2 separate regions of the Mus musculus genome follow, and region 2 is linked to region 1. Evidence: chromatin contacts called from public HiChIP or PLAC-seq data. All regions are on one chromosome and are shown on one strand. The core of a region is the stretch at or near the end of the contact, and the rest is flanking DNA. Distances in the headings are between cores, read along the strand shown. Region 1 holds the start of Platr8 (pluripotency associated transcript 8). Region 2 holds the start of Aven (apoptosis, caspase activation inhibitor).

Evidence for each region. HiChIP or PLAC-seq counts read pairs in DNA pulled down with a chosen protein or histone mark.
Region 2: a contact with region 1 is called in an H3K27ac HiChIP or PLAC-seq map of embryonic stem cells, with 6 times the contacts expected there. The contact joins the promoter of Aven here to the promoter of Platr8 in region 1. A contact is called at or near these places in 2 of 39 promoter capture datasets (embryonic stem cells and pre-B cells), 2 of 484 Hi-C or Micro-C datasets (pre-B cells and pro-B cells), 2 of 115 datasets of contacts at active chromatin or transcription factors (both in embryonic stem cells) and 1 of 9 other capture datasets (adipose tissue).

What each region holds. Positions count from the first base shown.
Region 1 is chr2:109,911,973-109,917,519 of GRCm38.p6, reverse strand. It overlaps Platr8 (pluripotency associated transcript 8), which reads left to right and starts at 4,201. Exons shown (of 5, transcript NR_033473.1): 1 at 4,201-4,399.
Region 2 is chr2:112,489,082-112,494,218 of GRCm38.p6, reverse strand. Aven (apoptosis, caspase activation inhibitor) reads right to left here and starts at 1,255. Exons shown (of 6, transcript NM_028844.3): 1 at 998-1,255. The coding sequence starts at 1,228. It also overlaps a transcript of Chrm5 not described here.

The sequences.
Region 1 (5,547 bases), core at 2,952-5,451:
GCAGTGGAGCCATTATTGGTCAAGAGGAATGGGGCGTGTTTCTCTGGAATGAGTGACAAGGTTGTGCTGCTGCTGCTGGGGCTGGTAGTGGAGGTTCAAGTAAAAGCCCTGACTTGGCTGGATCTGCATGTCAGGTTGTGTATTGAAGGTAGACAGATCGGAAGACCAGGAGTCTGCTGTTTCCCTCCCCCACCCAGTTTTTTTCTCCCCTCCGCAGAAATTGGATCTCCTAAATTGGATGACCTGAAAAGTAAAACTCGCCTCCAGCTTTCAGACGTGTCAAATGACTCTTCGCTGTTCTTAAGGGCAAGGGCACTGAGAGCTTTGCAAACAGAGGAAAGAAATGGGGGTGGGGGTGGGGGTCGAAAAGGAGGGAGAAACATTTCTTTCTATCTGATCCAAATTTTTGAGTTCAACCGTGCACTAAATTAAAACAGCGTGACCCCTCCTGTATCTCACATCACCTCTGAGATCTTAGTACCCTTTTTCATTCACACTTGGGAGCTAAATTAGCGGTTAATCATCCATGACACCAATCAGACTTCTTTCTCCCTAAACACAAGGATGTTGAGGAGTCCAGCCAAGGAGGTGCCGGTTAACCAGCACTGGAAGAGAACATTTGAGTGCCAGCTGACTGCCCCTGAGACACCAGAAACAACTTGTGTGTTAACTATCAGCATCCCTTCCTTTTTCCCACATAATGTTTATAGAAAAAAAAAAATCAGCATTCTCAGTGCCTCTTTTCTTGCTTTCTCCTAGGCCTTTGGTTGTTTTTACTCTAGATTGTACACATTTTTAATGAACCCATTACATTAGAGCAAGAAGAGCATTAAAATATCTATACTGTATAAAGTTAACTAGCCACCTCATGCAAATAAAAAAAAAAGAAAATGTAAATAAATTAACGAAAAGCTAGCCGATTTCCTAAATAAAAAAAAAAAAATCTACCATCTCTACATTAAAGAATATGCTAAATAATAATAAAGTCAGGTTGAATCCATATACTCTAAAGTTATGCTAATGGATAAATAAATACAGACAAGTTTTAAGAAAGATGAATTTCCTCACTATAAGGTTGAAAGAGAACTTTAAAAAGAAAGACCAGTGGCGCTCAGACTTTATAGACAAGGCCTCAGAATCTCTTGGATACCATGTTCTTCTGCCCTCTGCCCAAGATCATCTCACTCCTGGTCTAGTTAGTATTTCAGAAGCCTCCGCAACTTGTTTTTTGTTTTTGTTTTTCCATTTCTATTACTTTTCAGCCAATTTCATGAGTAAATAAAGTGAGGAAAAAGTCTAATTCTAATTGATACTTAAAGTCTTTTTTTTTTTTTTTTTTTTTTTTTTTTTGGTTTTTTGAGACAGGGTTTCTCTGTATAGCCCTGGCTGTCCTGGCACTCACTTTCTAGACCATGCTGGCCTCGAACTCAGAAATTTGCCTGCCTCTGCCTCTCAAGTGCTAGGATTAAAGGCGTGTGCCACCATGCCCAGCTAAAATCTTCTTTCTTAAAAAACACAACTCCTTCTAAGGTATACTTTTTGTTATATTAAGGTAACTATACACTTCATGGATGCTTTTATTTCTGACAAATATTTATGTTGACAGAGTTTTGCTATGTAATCTAGACTGAACTCAACTCACCATCCTCCTGCCTCAGCTTCATGAATGCTGGAATAATAGTATGAATCACCATGTCCAGACTCATTTCCATGTTTCTCTCTCTCTCTCTCTCTCTCTCTCTCTCTCTCTCTCTCTCTCTCTCTCTTCAGTAAAGAAGCTCTCCTCAGTAAAGAAGTATTTCGAAGTGGCTGGAGAGATAGCTCAGTAGCTCAGAGCACTGGCTGCTCTTGCAGAAGATATCGATTCTGTTTCTAGCACGTTCATGGTGTCTCACAACTATCTGTGACTCCAAGACCAGGGCATCTGACATTCTCCCGGTCTCCATGAGCATCAAGCATGCATGTGTATATATGGTAAACACATAAACATGCAGGCAAAACACGTATGTACATCAAGTGTTTCCAAATTTTGGTAGTTATAAGAATCACATGTACAGTATAATTAAAAAAGCACAGATCTCTGTGAGTTTGAAGACAGCCAGGGCTTGTTACACAGAGAAATTTGGTCTTGAAAAAAACAAAACAGCAACAACAACAAAACAGAAAAGAAAAAGGTTCATATCCCTAACCCTAATCGTAGAGTTACTCATCAGTGAACGTCCCTGAGAATGAATCTATCTATTATATTAGTTTTTATCTCTGTGACAAGTTGTCCTGTTAGAACATAAAACCACAATGAAATGAAGAAACAACATCCAGCGCACTGTCCCAAATGACAACCACTCTCACCTAAGCTCAGGGAAGATATCAAGGATAACTCAAGTTCAACCTTCACCCTTGGCAAAGAGCAAGGAAAAAAAAAATCCAACATATTAGTCTGCTGAAGGAAGCTGCTTCTCTTAGCCCCACAGATGGGTACATTTGCGGCACCGCAGGGAGGTAAGGGCTGCAGCCTGAGAAGTGGCTGTGTTGGTACAAACTGTAACTCTAGAGCTATAGAAGCTGGAGATGGAGAACCACAAAGTCAATTCCAGCATGGGCTACACAGGGAGACTGTTTTAAAAGGAAAGGGAAGGTAAAAGTGTGACCCAGTTGTTGTGCCCTTTGTGAGGCACTGGAAGTGAAGGAAGCTCCCATCTGGGCATGCTCACTTTGGTGCCTTTGTGCAAAGGGCACTGGGCTGATGGGTAGAGAAGCTGGACTTTGGCCACAATGCCCCACCACCCTGACACTCTTATAAAAAGGACCTGAACAGTGTATATATATATATATAGATGTCCTACATACTAGGTAAAATCCAAGGTTAAAACCACATTAAAACTGGAACAGTAGGGGCTCAACAATTATACAGAGTTTCACTTTTTCTGAAATATCTCTGATTTCACAAGCGTGAATTTACAGCCAGCCACTTGTGAAATAAAATGCTACAAATATGGTTGAATTTCTCTTTGTCTTTCTCCCCCATTCTTTATTTCTTCCATTCCCTGCAAAGTAAGCATTTTGTAAAGGTCATAGTTAATTCCCATGCCTAGCTACACGGCTTCATTGTGTCCCTAAACAATGTACTAAGTATTGCTTAGAAAAGTATCATTCAAGACTTTTCTGCAACTTGCTTTGTTTTGCACTCAACTTATGAGTTTTCCCTCATGTTTGGGACGTTAATGGCTATTCTTAATTAATCTTCATTGTTACATTATGTTCTATTGAAATAATTTTCCCCAAGGGATTGAGAATTTAACTCAGTGTTAAAGTACAAGTTTGCAGTAAACATCAGTAGAGTTCCTGCTAAGGTCCAATAATAAGAAAGTATTTTAGGTGTTTTTTTTTTTTTTAAGGTATCTCTATCACAATTCTTCAACTTCATTATCGCACCTCAAAAGTAATCATATGAAACGCATAAACAAACAGTTCTTGCTGTGTTTATTCCAATAAGATTTTCTTCGTGTTTATGTGTATGGGTCTGATTGCTTGTTTGTTGTTCATGTTTTGTTTTGGTTTTTTGGAGGTCCTGGAACTCACTTTGTAGACAGGCTGTCCTCGAACTCAGAAATCCGCCTGTCTCTGCCTCCTGAGTGTTGGGATTAAAGGCGTGTGCCACCAACGCCCCGGCTGCTTTGTTTGTTTTTGAGTCAGAGTCTATGTAGTACTGGCTGTCTCAGAGCTCACAACCATGTTGGCTTCAAATTCACAGAGCTCCTCCCGTCCCTGCCTTCCTTCCCTGTGCCACCATACCCAACTGCTTTCCCTTTTTGATATACAAAGTAGTGGGTTTTACCATGATGTTTTCACGCCTATAACTCATTGCACTTGTTCCTGTTCAGCATTACCCCACTGCCCGACACCCTGTCCCTAGCTTCCCCGCGCCCTCCTGCTGCTCCCCTTTCTCCCTCAGAAGCTCCCTTCAGATTTCCTGTCCCGCGCATTTATCTCGTCCTTTCCTGCCTTTTACTGTCCACTCTCACTTAAGAGCTCTTCCTTCCTTTTCACTGTATGCTTTCTACTTCCAGTGGCCCCACCCCACTTTAAATCTGTAGTTTACATTTGAGAGGACCCTGGGGAATTGGTCTTTCTGAGTCTGGCTTCTTTTGCTTAACAATGATTTCCAGTTCCTGTAAATGCTGCGGTTTCCGCTAGGACTGAATAAAATACCATTTTCTCTATCCCCTCAGCTGTTGAATGGTTTCTGGTTTTGTTTGTTTGTTTGTTTGTTTGTTTTCATTTGTTGGTTTTTGTTTTTGTTTCTGCTATTGTGAAGCCCTAGGCATGAAGTGCAAATATTCCTGTGGTATGCTGACTTCCTCCTTCAGGAACGTCTTCCAGAGATTGCTAAGGACACATGGTGAGTAGTTCTATTTTCATTTCTTAAATTCAGTTCATTCTTATTGGCGTGTGTGTATGTTCACGGCTTGGGGGTGAGCATGGGTAGGCCATAGTACAAGTCTGTGGAGCCAATTCTCTACGTCCATCTTCACGTGGGTTCTAGAGATCTGGTTCAGGTCTCCAACCTTGCATAGCATGCGGCTTTGCCGGTTTAGCCGTCTTGCCAGCCTCTGCCTTCAGGATTTTTTGAGACACCCACACACTAACGCCCATCACGGCTGCACCGGTTTACAGTCCCACGCTCATTATATAAGGGTTTCTCTTTCTCTACCTTCTGATCAGTGTTTATTGTTGTCTGAGGATAGCTATAGTGACTGGGGTAAGATGCCTGGGTAAACATGGTAAACACTTGCGTGTCTATTGGGCATTTGCATTTTTCTCCTGAGGAGGTCTGTCTGGTTTCATCGGCTCATCTGTTGGTTGGATGGTTTGTTCTTTCAGCGTTTCATTTTCACAACTCTTTCTGTGGTCTAGATGTTATTTTGTAGTGACATTTCTGCAATTTGGTATAAGACCGAACCGTGCTTTTGTTTTAATCCCAGGTCGTGGGGATACGGGGCTGCTTCGGAATGTCTGAAGCAGATGATTACGATCTGCCTCGTGCTCTAGCAGAGACATGTTTTTGCCAGATGCAGACAGTTTCTGCAGTTGTGCTACGCATGGGATTCTGGGAACTTTTCAGAGGGTGTATAAATGCTAGACCACCAATAGGTGAAGTTGGTGTTCTGTTTGGGAGGTGGGGGGGTGGGGAGTGGTTGCAGTTTGTTAGTAGTCATAGTAGTCATGCTTAAAGAAGAAACAAAAGGAGAGAACTTCCTTTGGTGGATCTTCTCTCCCTATACCCTTCTTTCTCTCCTATCTAGTGAAAGGAGGTGAATGGGGTGGGTGTGAGTGTGGATAAAGGGTGGGAAAGAAGAACCCATAAAGTAGTGACCACCAGCTAACTCTGTAGGACGTGTGGTTGTCATAGCTTTTTCCCCTATAGCTAGTCTCTTCACTCTGGGAATTGTTTTAATTTTTATTGTACAGAACCTTTTCTATTTCACATAACTCAATTTGTTTAACCCTGGGATTATTTCCTGTGCTTCTGTTTTACCTAAGTTTCCT
Region 2 (5,137 bases), core at 6-2,505, 2.6 Mb before region 1:
AGAGAGAGACGGGTCCACGGGCGCAGAAAAACTAATATACTTCTTTAACAAAAACAAAAAATAGATATAAACAAATTCTTGTATTTTGCGAAATTAACAATTGCATTAAGGATAATAACACACTGCAGTAAAGGTGACTGTCCTGATAATTTGCTTATCACACTCAGTAAGCTCATGGTTCATACCACACATCTTTAGAAGGAATGGTTTCAGGGCTTCTTAGTTCCCAAGTAAGTTACTTTGGAGGAGTACATATCTAGAAGTTGTTTCCATTTGCAGTCTAATCATCCAGAGGGAAAGCAAAGGACGTAGACTGTGTGGAATCCTGCAGCTGGACAGTGGTCCCTACACAGCTGGAACGCTGTTGACTGCTTTCAGAGCACTGCACTAATCCTGATTTAGAGCACCAATGTGCCCAACATATAAGATATGAGTACAGAAAGGCCTTGGGAAGGTCGGTCAGTTTCTCCTCATTTAATCTTTAGGTACCCAGAATAGTCTCGGCGAGACTAAATACGAATCTGAAGAGTGGGAAAGATCTTAGAGGTCACCAATCCAAACCAAAATGAAGACATAATCTTCCCCCCATGTCCTTCCATCCAGGTATGGGTGACCACAGACACTGTTACCTAGGCAATGTGGGATGGGATAAAGGAAACGGAGGGCAGAGTAAACACTTCTGTGTAAATCTGTATTCTGGTAGACTTCGCTCCGCAGGAAGTCACTTCTGGGATAGCACGCCAGGCTGTAGCCCGGACACCAGGCGCCGCCGTTAGTCTCCATCAGACCATGGGACTCTGGCACCAGCAAAACGCGGAGGCCGGTCGCTTAGTCCTTCGGCCACAAGCAGCCAGGGGCTGAGCGTGCACGGTACACGTGCATGTCCCCTCTCCCTCCCCCCCCCCCCCGCGCGCCCTCCCGGCTCCATCCCGCGCAGGCGCTGTGCCTCGCGCTCCCCACACGCCGGCTAGCGGCCGCAGCAACCCGCGCTCCTTACCCGAGTGCTGGCTCCGCCGCCCCGGCCTCCAGGCTCCCAGCGGCCGCCTCGCAGGCCGCCACCTCCTCGGCCTCGGCGGAAGCCCCGGCCTCGGCCCCGCCGGCCGCCTCCGTCCCCGCAGCCTCCTCTCGCCAGCGCCGTCGCTGCCCCGACCGGCTCTCGGTCCCCTCCGGGCCGCTCCCGGCCTCCCCGCCGCCCGCGGCCGCCCCTAGCCCCGCGCTCAGCCTGCATGAGGCCGCCGGCGAGCAGAACGCGCGAGCCGCCGCGGAGAGCGCAGGCCCCACCGGAAGCAGCCGAGCGCCGGCCGTGGTGATCGGGGCGCGGGGCCCGGCCGGGGCGGGGACCACGAAGTGATCTGTAATAAAAGGACGCCATAAAGTCACTTTGTGTGATAGTTCTTAATTCATATGAGTGTTTGCATGACACAAAACCTAAGGTGTCCGATGAGTTTTTTAGTTAACCTGATTTAAAGAAGATAAGTCATTTTAAAGTCAGGATTTAGGAAGGGTTGAGGGTGAGTCCCAAGTCACAGGTCTGGACAGCGGCTCAAGTGGGTGGAGGGTCCGGTAGGGAAGGGGAAAGATGCTTGAAAATCTTGAAGAGAACTTGTAAACGTCGTTGCTGTAACTCACATTGAGCGCTTGATTCTCATAGGTACTTGCCCTTATTTTGCAATGAGGCAACAGTCCTAGAGAGCTTAACTCCCCTAGCAGGACTTGGTTAGACAGGGTCCAAAGACAAGGGTAGCGGGAAAGTTAGTTATAGAAAGACAAGAGAGAGCTGGGAACGTAGCTCAGTTGGAGAATGCTAAAATCGTCTTTGGCGTGAGAAAGAAAGAAAGAAAGAGAGAGAGAGAGAGAGAGAGAGAGAGAGAGAGAGAGAGAGAGAGAGAAAGAAACAACAGAAGCCGAGGTTAACAGAAGCCGAGGTTAATTTTGTCTTAAGGAAGCTACCTGAAAACAATGAAAGCAAGCCCAGCCATGGTGGTGCAGGCCTTTTAATCCCAGCACTGGAGAGCCAGGGGTAGGCCCATCTCAGAGTTCACAGCCAGTCTGCTTTACAGAGTGCAGGTCAGAGTTACAGGACTGCAAGGGCTACACAGTGACCCTGTCTCAAAAAAATAAAAATAAAGTAAAAGTAAAAGTAATTAATTAATAATAATAAAAGCAAAGGGATGGAATCAGCCTACCAAAAGAAATGTCACTTTCATCGCGTCTTAGGCCCCTTCCTTATAGCCATATATCACTTCTAATTGTGTACAGAATTATATACCAGTAGCACTATGTTCCGAATTGAAAAGACAGATTGGCCCCACCCTAAAGTCCTCAATTCACGTGGAAGATAATTATATAAACAAATGATTCTGCTCCAGTGAGCTGAATGCTGTGAGCAACTCAAGATCAAAGCTGGAAGTTGGCTTTTCTTAAGTAAACCCCCAAGGTACAGCCTGATGACTGAACTGGAGTTGACCCAGCTAACAGGTGGCAGGGAGTGGGGGAACCTATGTGATGAGAGAACCCCTGGAGGTTTGTCAGCTTAAGATAAAATGTCTTTTAAAATGGTTATCCCAGCTGGGCAGTGGTGGCCCACGCCTTTAATCCCAGCACTTGGCAGGGCAGAGGCAGGTAGATTTCTGAGTTCGAGGCCAGCCTGGTCTACAAAGTGAGTTCCAGTACAGCCAGGGAACCCCTGTCTCAAGGAAAAAAAAAAAAAAAAGAGTACTTGGTACCCACAGATACCTGAAGACAGCTTTGGATTCCCTAGGACTGGAGTCATGGATAGTCTTAGCTACCATGTGGATGCTGATAACCAAACCTTGGTCTTCTACAAAAGCAACAACTGCTCTTAATTGATAGGTTATTTCCCCACTGGTGAAAATTCAAGTCAGGGAAGTCACCACGGGGCGAGGGGGACGGGCTCATGGAAAGGAAAAAACAAATGTTTGGATTATATAGGGAAAAACCTCTGGGGGGGGGGGGGGGGCGCCCAGCCCCTGGGCTGGAAAGTTCAAGGCTAAGGGTAGGATATGCCAGGTAGGGACTGGGGGATGCTGGGAGAACTTCGAGGCAAGGTCTGGTTTGAAACTAAAATATGCACCTCAGTTCCTTGTCCCAGGGTCCCAGCCTTTTGTTGATAATGAATGGGTAAGGGGCAGAATAATCATCCATGACTGCTTCCTGCTGACACTGGGGTACTGTTATGGGGTGTGGGCAAAAAGCTGGGATGTTGGCCAAGTCCGGGAAGAGCTGGTCACTGCTGTCCAGGTTGTGGGACCATCTGGGGATAAGAGTGTGTAGGTCCAGTTGAAGCAGTCTCTGAGGCTGAGCCAGAGCACCGGTGGGTAACTGCTTTGTCGCTTTCCTGGATGCAGATTCTGAGAGAACACCTGGATGTTATGAGCAAAAGATAAAGTTAAGGAGTTTAGGGAGAAAAACTTTTCTTTAGTCGTACATTTAAATCTTAGACCAATCGTCTTGGGAGTTAGAGAAGGGGTCATGGGTCCCAGGACCAGGGATAGGGAAATGGATCCCACCCTAGGGAATACGCAGGCCGGGAAGGAAACAAGCTGTTCATTGACAGTATTTGTCTTGAGTCTATTTGACTGTGGGAAGTAGATTCGAATGGATTCCCTGAAGCTCACACGAAAGAAAGCACAAATATTAAATAACTTTTCTGGCCATACAGCTAGTAACTAATGGAATGAATCAAACCCAGGGTCGCTCAGCTTCAAAGTCTCCAAGGCTCTTGAGAAACCAATCTGTAAAAGAGATTTACGTTCTAGTCAGAGACATGAAATCAATAGAAAAGTTCAGGCCACGATGTTCAGGGTGTGAGAGGAAATGAGAGCCAAGAAGACAGCTAGGAAATGGGAAATTTAGGATTTTACAATCAAATGTAAATGAGGAAGTTAGGCTCTGAGAGGCAGTGGCCATGCCCACATATGTTGTTTTAGGTGGGCAGGCCACTAATGCCATTAGTAAGAAGAGAGTTGAGGGTTCCAAGTCACAATATTTGGACACAGATATATATAAAACTTTAATTGTAGTCACCCTCACTCCCCTGTCCTGTTCTGCAGTAGTAAATAACTTTTTGGTTTTTCGAGACAGGGTTTCTCTGTGTAGCCCTGGCTGTCCTGGAATTCACTCTGTAGACCAGGCTGGCCTCGAACTCAGAGATCCGTTTGCCTCTGCCTCCCAAGTGCTGGGATTAAAGGCATGTGCCACCATGCCCAGCTTGTAAATAACATTTTTAACTTTGCATTCTGTAATTTTGCTATCTCATTGCCAAACAGTTAACATTTTGTCAGCAGACAACTTTTTTTCTGACATAGCCTTATTTTCTTTTTTTTAAAAATCATTTCTACATTTTTCTTTTCCTGATGCACACTATATTTTTATCCTTTATTTGGTGAGATAGATAGATGATAGAGATAGAGTCTTTGTATCTCCCTGTGATATTCAGAATGCCAATGGAACTTAGGATTAATGTGTCCTTCCTTATTTTGAGCTCTCAAAGTCAGTAGTCCCATCTCAGCATAAACACCAAGCACAGACCATAAGACCATAAGAATAGTAGGGAGAATCACACTATTTTCTCTACGCACAAAAAAAGGAGCCACCAGGACTTAAACAGATAGGAAGGGCATTTTTAAGAACACGCCCCCAATAGTCTACCCCCATTCTCTGGGTGACCAGGATCAAAACGGTTTGGTACATTATCTTCTTCGAAATTCTGTGTTCGGTGACAAGGTTGGTAGCTTAAAATTTGGCACTGTGCAGATTTTTACAGGATTGAGATGGAAAGTTTTACAGGATTGAAACATCCAACGAACAACCCAACCCGCCTCTCAGGGCTCTAGTATTTGTATACCCTCCGAAAAGTCCCCAGAATCCAAAAGGTCACACAATCACAGAAACTATCTACAGTCATCAAAAAAAATCACACCTTGCCAGAGCACGAGGCAAACCATAGTCAGCTGGTGTGGACAGTCAAAAGCAGCCCGTATTCCACATCTGGATAAAAACAAAAACATGTTCTTATAATATTTCTGGTTTTTTTTTTCTTCAAAGAAACCAAAACTCCAAAATTGTCACTACAGATTCCTAACAAAAGCCATTATTAGAGGAAATATAATAATCA